Linked DNA regions of Sus scrofa: region 2 is linked to region 1. Evidence: chromatin contacts called from public HiChIP or PLAC-seq data. All regions are on one chromosome and are shown on one strand. The core of a region is the stretch at or near the end of the contact, and the rest is flanking DNA. Distances in the headings are between cores, read along the strand shown.

Region 1 (3,097 bases), core at 249-2,748:
AGGGCTGCACCCATAGCACATGGAAGTTCCCAGGCTGGGGATCGAATCAGAGATGCAGCTGCCAGCCTACACCACGGTCACAGCAACGCAGGATCCGAGCTGCACCTGCGACCTACAGCACAGCTCATGGCAATGCTGGATCCTTAACCCACTGAACAAGGCCAGGGATTGAACCCACAACCTCATGGTTCCTTGTTGGATTAGTTTCTGCTGTGCCACGATGGGAATTCTGAGGCCAGGGATACTTTAAATTCTGTTGTACCCCATACTTTCGAACAGAAAACATAGTAAACACTTTATATAAACTTAGGGGTTGTGGATGACAAAATCTTGCATTCCAAAGCAGTCAATCATAACCAACAAAGATTTGCTGTATAGCACAAGGAACTGTATTCAAAATTTTACGTGTGTGTGTGTGTTTGTGTGTGTGTGACTGGATTACTTTGCGGTACACCTGAAACACAACATTGTTAATCAACTTTGCATGAATTTTTAAAAAAAGAATGGACAGTCATATCTCTGTTGTGTCTAGCCCTTAGACAGTGAAATAGACATTCTCTCCAACCTCCCTCCCCAGACCAGGAAGGTACACACTTCAGTTGGTGGACCTCGTCCACCCCGCGCCCCGAGCTAAAAGCAAAGACCCAGCTAAAACCGGGATCAGACACTGGTGTAACATTTCATATCCTTCTTTGTGCTTCATTATGTTCTAGGAGTTCCATTCAACCGTGTTGTTGTTTTTACAATAAAAAATGTAAAACTCCTTTTACAAATACATTTTTAAACATTCAGCTCTACCGGCAAAGCTTCTCAATTCAAAAACAGTATTTGGGTTAACTGTCTTACAATGTTGAACCCCTGCACCAAATGGAAGTTCAAAAAAAGAGACAGTAGGAGTTCCCGTGGTGGCACAGTGGTTAAGGAATCTGACTAGGAACCATGAGGTTGCAGGTTCGATCCCTGGCCTTGCTCAGTGGGTTAAGGATCCGGCGTTGCCGTGAGCTGTGGTGTAGGTTGTAGACGCGGCTCGGATCCCGAGTTGCTGTGGCTCTGGCGTAGGCCGGTGGGTACAGCTCCGATTGGACCCTAGCCTGGGAACCTCCACATGCCGCGAGAGCGGCCCAAGAAATGGCAAAAACCAAAAAACCAACAAACAAAAAGAGACAGTAACAAAAATAACTCAGCGAGAGGGTCTTCCTTACTCAAACCTCTGCAATAAGTCTGCTTGCGACCTCCACCTCCCGGCAGCAGCGCCTCCACCCCCACCCCTCCAGGTGCCGCACAACCGCGACTCCGCCCCTCTCTAGTGCGCTCCTCCGAGAGCCCCGCCCCTTCGCCTCCGTCCGCAAGTGCAAGCGGCGGCGGCCGCCGAAGTTTCACAGCTTTCCCAGAACCGCCCTGTTCAGCGCCGCCGCCCGCCCCGCCCCCTGGGCACCCGCCCCGCCTCCCAAGCGCAAGAACGCTCCGCTGTGCTGGAGCCCGCCCTCCCCCTCACCGACGGAGAGCCAATCGCCCCGCCCCTGGCTCAAGCCTGGCACGCCCCCGGCACCTGCCCCGCCCCCGAGGCGCGCGCCCGCGGCCCCCGAAAGCGGGGCTCCTAGGAGCGCGCCCGCTCTCCATGCGCCACGTGCTCGTTGGAGGGCGGTGCGGGGGGCCGAGCCGAAAAGATGTTCTTGCTGCCTCTTCCGGCTGCTGCGCGAGTCGCCGTCCGACAGCTGAGCGTGAGGCGTTTCTGGGGACCCGGTCCAGACGCTGCAAACATGACGAAGGTGAGAGGCCGCGGTTCTCCCTCGGGACGCGGCGAGAGCCCTGCCGGCGGGCGACCGGGACTCCGGGGCGGGTCAAGGCCGCGGTGTCCGGTCTTCTGAGCCAAGTTGCAAACATTGGCTAAAAAGAAAAGTTCCCTGCCGTTTCCAGTTTCCAATCTCGGCTTTGGCAGCAGGCTGCGGAGGGCTGCCGATCCCTCCAGCATTCGCCAGTCGGCTTTGTAGCGAGGATGGGCTTGGAAGTGCTAGGACCAGAACTCTGCGCGGGAGGAAAATTTTAGCCGTAGCTACCGTTTCCCCTTATTTCATTATTTCGTTTAGTCTCAGTAACCCAGAGAAGGATGTTGCCAGGATCGTTCCCACCTTAGCTAGGAGGATGCTCAGGTTTGGTGAGGTGAAATGTTCTCTGGGGTTTCAGAGTCCCCGGGCTCCACACCAAGACCTCCCTCCCTCGCTGCAGTTGAAGGCTAGGAAAACACAGGTCCTTCGGGAGTAAACTGCCTGGAAGGTTTCTAGAGAAAAACAACGTCTCTTTAGAAAAAAGGAGAGACCCTTTATCTTGCTAAAATTAAAAGGAGAGTGCCCTAGGAGCTACCCGGTGACTTAATGGGTTAAGGACCCTGCTTTGTCACTGCTGCTGCGGAGGCTCCAGTCCGTGAGGGTCAGTTCTTGGCTAAGGAACTTCCGCATACCCCGGGCGCGCCAAAAAAAAAAAAAAAAAAAAAAGGAGAGATAGAGTGTCCTGCAGATTGCCTTCTCCACCTGAAATTGAGCTCCAGAGCACTGTGAAGAAGGTTACTCCCTGGCCTTGGGGGAGCTGAAAAATAGGAATGGCTGGGGGCATGGGGAGCACAGGCGTGGGAGTTAGGCTTGAGGACCAGAAGGGCTGTCCCTGGCAAGGAATGTTCTGGGTGGGACTTGAGTTCAGCCTCCCTGGAATCACAGATGGTGTCGGGACCAGATGCCTGTCCCCTGCTCTTTCTGAAACGGTGGGACTCCATCCTACTCAGGTAACATCTGTTTCCTATCTGCTTAGTTCCCAGCAGTGGAATCCCAGGCAGTGGGCATGCTTAGGAAAGTTAGAACCTGAAAGGGTTACCAATGCCAAGGAAGCCTATTTTCTTTGATGGGAAAGACAGGACACAATTTGGTCTAAGTGCCCATGGGGTTTTTATAGAAAGCACTGGGGGACCGTTGGGGAAGGCATTCAAATTCTTGCCCAGTTCTGTTGTACTTCGGCTGCTTGGTCAGACTAGGTTTTTGGTTTTCTTATCTGTCAGGTGGGAAAAAGACTGCATGTTCTTTCCACCTCACAGAGTTGCCATAAGTCA
Region 2 (3,097 bases), core at 312-2,811, 150 kb after region 1:
GAAAAAGCAGCTAGTATCCAATTCCAGGTCTCTGCTCACTTCCTTCTGGCAAATTAGGGGGAAAAAGCCTGTGAGCCCACAAAGAGTGGGCGTAGGAAGTGGGAGGAAGATAGTCGGGGAAGACAGCATGTCCCATCCACAGAACTCGGAGCTCACATTCCCCGGGTAGGCATGTTATCAGGCGTTTATTGTAAGATCAAAAGGAAACCCCAAGGCAAACAGCTAAATTCAGACACTGGAGACCTTGTATAAAAAAAGACAGAGAGGGATGTTGTTTTCCAGCTACACTCAAGACACAAGGGAACCTGCCCCAAGGAAGTCCTAACTGGGAAGCTGCAGGGGACTAACAAAGGACAGGGTGGCATCTTCTTGCTGGTCTTCATAAGGAAGAGACCACGGTCTCTGGAGGTTCAGTCAGGGCCCTGGGATGAGGTAGGGAGATGGGCTGGCTGACCTCCCAAGGTCCTTTGTAATCCTGTAATTAAACGGTGAATCGTTCACTTCCCCATTTATACTCCAGAAGCCGTCCGTGCAGTTTGATAGTAAGTCCCCTGGGCTACCTTCCAGGTTTAGTACGGTGCCACGCAAGCTGCTGGCACTCAGCAAAGGACTCAAATATTTGCTGAATGAAGGAATAAAAAGAATCAAGCGTTTAAATAGCCCACATGACCTCCTCCCCACCTGTAAAGTACGGCGATGAATGAAATCACAACATTCCAGGCAGGATCACTTGAGCAGAGCCGGTAAAGGAACACACACACAAACACACAGAGCACTGATTCCACTCGATTCACAGTCCCACCTTGGGAACACAGACCACCTGCTCCACACGCAAGCTTGGCGAGGATCCTCTCTCTCAGCTGCTTTAGGACTGTGCCTTCAGAAGGTCACCAAGATTTAAGACCGCTTCTCTTCCAGGTCTCCAAGACAAAGTTTCAGCTCAGACTGGGCCTGGGCCTCCCTCCCGCGCGTCCGCACTCCCTTCCCAGCCCGGGCGCCCCGGGCACGCAACTAGCCTGCCCGCGGCGCCTCAGCTTACCTTGGTGAGCTGGGCAATCTTCTTGCACATTTTCACGTGCATCTCGGGATCACAATCCATTCTCCAGCCTGCGCCACTGCAGGCATCGGCTTTGGAGCCCGGGCAAGTCCCGGGCGCGTGAATTTTGCTGTTGAGGGCAGAAGCCATCGCTGAAACGCGTCCCGCACTCAAGGGCTCTGGCGCGCTTGTGTTCTCGCTGCCCACGGTGTGCACGTGCTTGCGCGCGCGGGCGTGTGAGCGTGTGGGCTTTCTTGGGAGAGATGCACTGCAGTCCCGCCGCCTGCACCGCAGCGTGGCCCTTGCTGCCCCCGGGATCCGCCTCCCCGCCGCCCGAGCGCCCACCCTTCCTCCTCCAGCGCTCGCTTGCTGGGTCGGCGGGCACCCGCACCCTGCGGCTAGGAGCCGGGGACCCGCGCGTGCCGCTGGTGCTTCGCGCACAGCTCCCGGAGCCCGAGCGGGGCTTCGCCTGCAATAACCTTCCGCGACAAGGAGCCGCTGGCCTTGGAAAGGTTTGCGCTGGCCCGGCACTGCGCTCTGGGACACGTGGGTGGCGCCCAGCTCCGGATTCAACCGCTACCAACCCCGCCCTTGATGGGCATCCCGAGCCAAAGAGGAAGAAGAGCGGGCCTCAGCTTCGGGCGGCCGGGGAACCTGATACGCAGGGGGACCCTGGCGACGTGCTGCGGGAGAACTGGTGGAGAGGGGCCGGGCACCTTGACGGGAGCACACAGCCAGCGACTCCCGAGCTTCCGAGCTCCGCGCTGGGGGCGGACGTGGGGGGCGGGATGAGGGGCGGGGAGGTGAAAGGGAGTCGCTGGAACGCGTGGAGGAGCGGAGACCCTGGCGTATGTTTTGGGCCCCGGCCTGGGTTGAGGGTAGGAGCCCCTTTTCTCCCAAATTAAGGAGGCACCCGGACGTTGCAGGAGATTTGCTGGAGATTACCAAAAGGCAGCCGGGGAGCTGGTGACCGAAATTTGGGATAAGAAAGTGCAGAACGTATAGTGAGGGAATGTAAAGTGTAGGCGCACAGGGGAAAAAAAAAATCAAAGACGGGGTAGAAAGGATGGTGGCAGGTGTGGGAAAAGAGGAAGCAACAGAGAAATGGAGGAGTAGTTGAGTGACAGATGGAGCTGAATGTCTAAGTAAACCGATCCCAGTGAAAGTGAAGTGAGTCACCCACACACCTGGCTACCGGCCGACTGGAGCCAGAATCCTGTCAAGTCTTTGGATTATGAGCTTGTGTGTTTCTATGCGGCGAGTCGAGGGGTTCGTGGATCAAATTTCTTTATGGCTTGCTTTCTCTGGCTTCAAACAGTGGGCTTTGGGGAAAGTGAAGACACCCTGATCAGAATTCCTAAAGTGTGAATGATAGTACCAAAATAATAAGCAACTGCTTATATTTCCTTTTATAAAGTGCTTTATATCAAGAGTTTTAATAATCTTGATGAATCAGGCAAATTTCAAAAGGCCTCAGAAACCACAGTCCCTTCCCTCCACACTGCAAGTAACAATACCCATTTTTATAGATGAGCAGATAGATACAGGTGTGTACCAATAAGGCAATTACAGGTAGCAGAGTTGTGTCTGAAACTGAGCTATCCCTATTCTAATTTCCTTACTCTAGCCCCAATACATTACACTACATAGGCATAGCCGACATGGGTCTTGGTTCCTAGTTTGTGGTCTTAAGCTCCCCTCTGCAAGACAACTACCCCTTTCCCCAATTTAGTGAAAACAAAAAGCCTGAATCAGAATCGCTCCCGATGTAAACTCTTGGTCTTATCCTAGATCACCTGAGTCACAATCTCTGGAGTTGAGGGTCCAGAATTCATATTTTAACTGAGCTTCCTGTATGGTAAATATTCCAAATTGCATATTCAGAGTATTTTCAACAGGGTCTTAATACATACTGCATTTCACAGGAATTCAAGCTCTCTGTAAAATTAGCCTTTTAGTTTAGTTTAAGTTTAGTTAAGAACTTTGTCAGAAGTTGTTCACCACTGTGGAAAATAGTATCAATGGCTGTGTGGCTCGTGGCACTCAGTTGCCAATACATAC

What was found. HiChIP or PLAC-seq counts read pairs in DNA pulled down with a chosen protein or histone mark.
Region 2: an H3K27ac HiChIP or PLAC-seq map of skeletal muscle shows a contact between it and region 1. The contact joins the promoter of FAM184B here to the promoter of LAP3 in region 1. A contact is called at or near these places in 1 of 5 promoter capture datasets (skeletal muscle), 18 of 47 Hi-C or Micro-C datasets (adipose tissue, alveolar macrophages, embryonic fibroblasts and 11 more) and 1 of 2 datasets of contacts at active chromatin or transcription factors (skeletal muscle).

The regions. Positions count from the first base shown.
Region 1 is chr8:12,588,837-12,591,933 of Sscrofa11.1, forward strand. It overlaps LAP3 (cytosol aminopeptidase), which reads left to right and starts at 1,499. Exons shown (of 13, transcript XM_003356870.5): 1 at 1,499-1,769. The coding sequence starts at 1,668.
Region 2 is chr8:12,739,921-12,743,017 of Sscrofa11.1, forward strand. It overlaps FAM184B (protein FAM184B), which reads right to left and starts at 1,562. Exons shown (of 18, transcript XM_005674541.3): 1 at 1,040-1,562. The coding sequence starts at 1,186.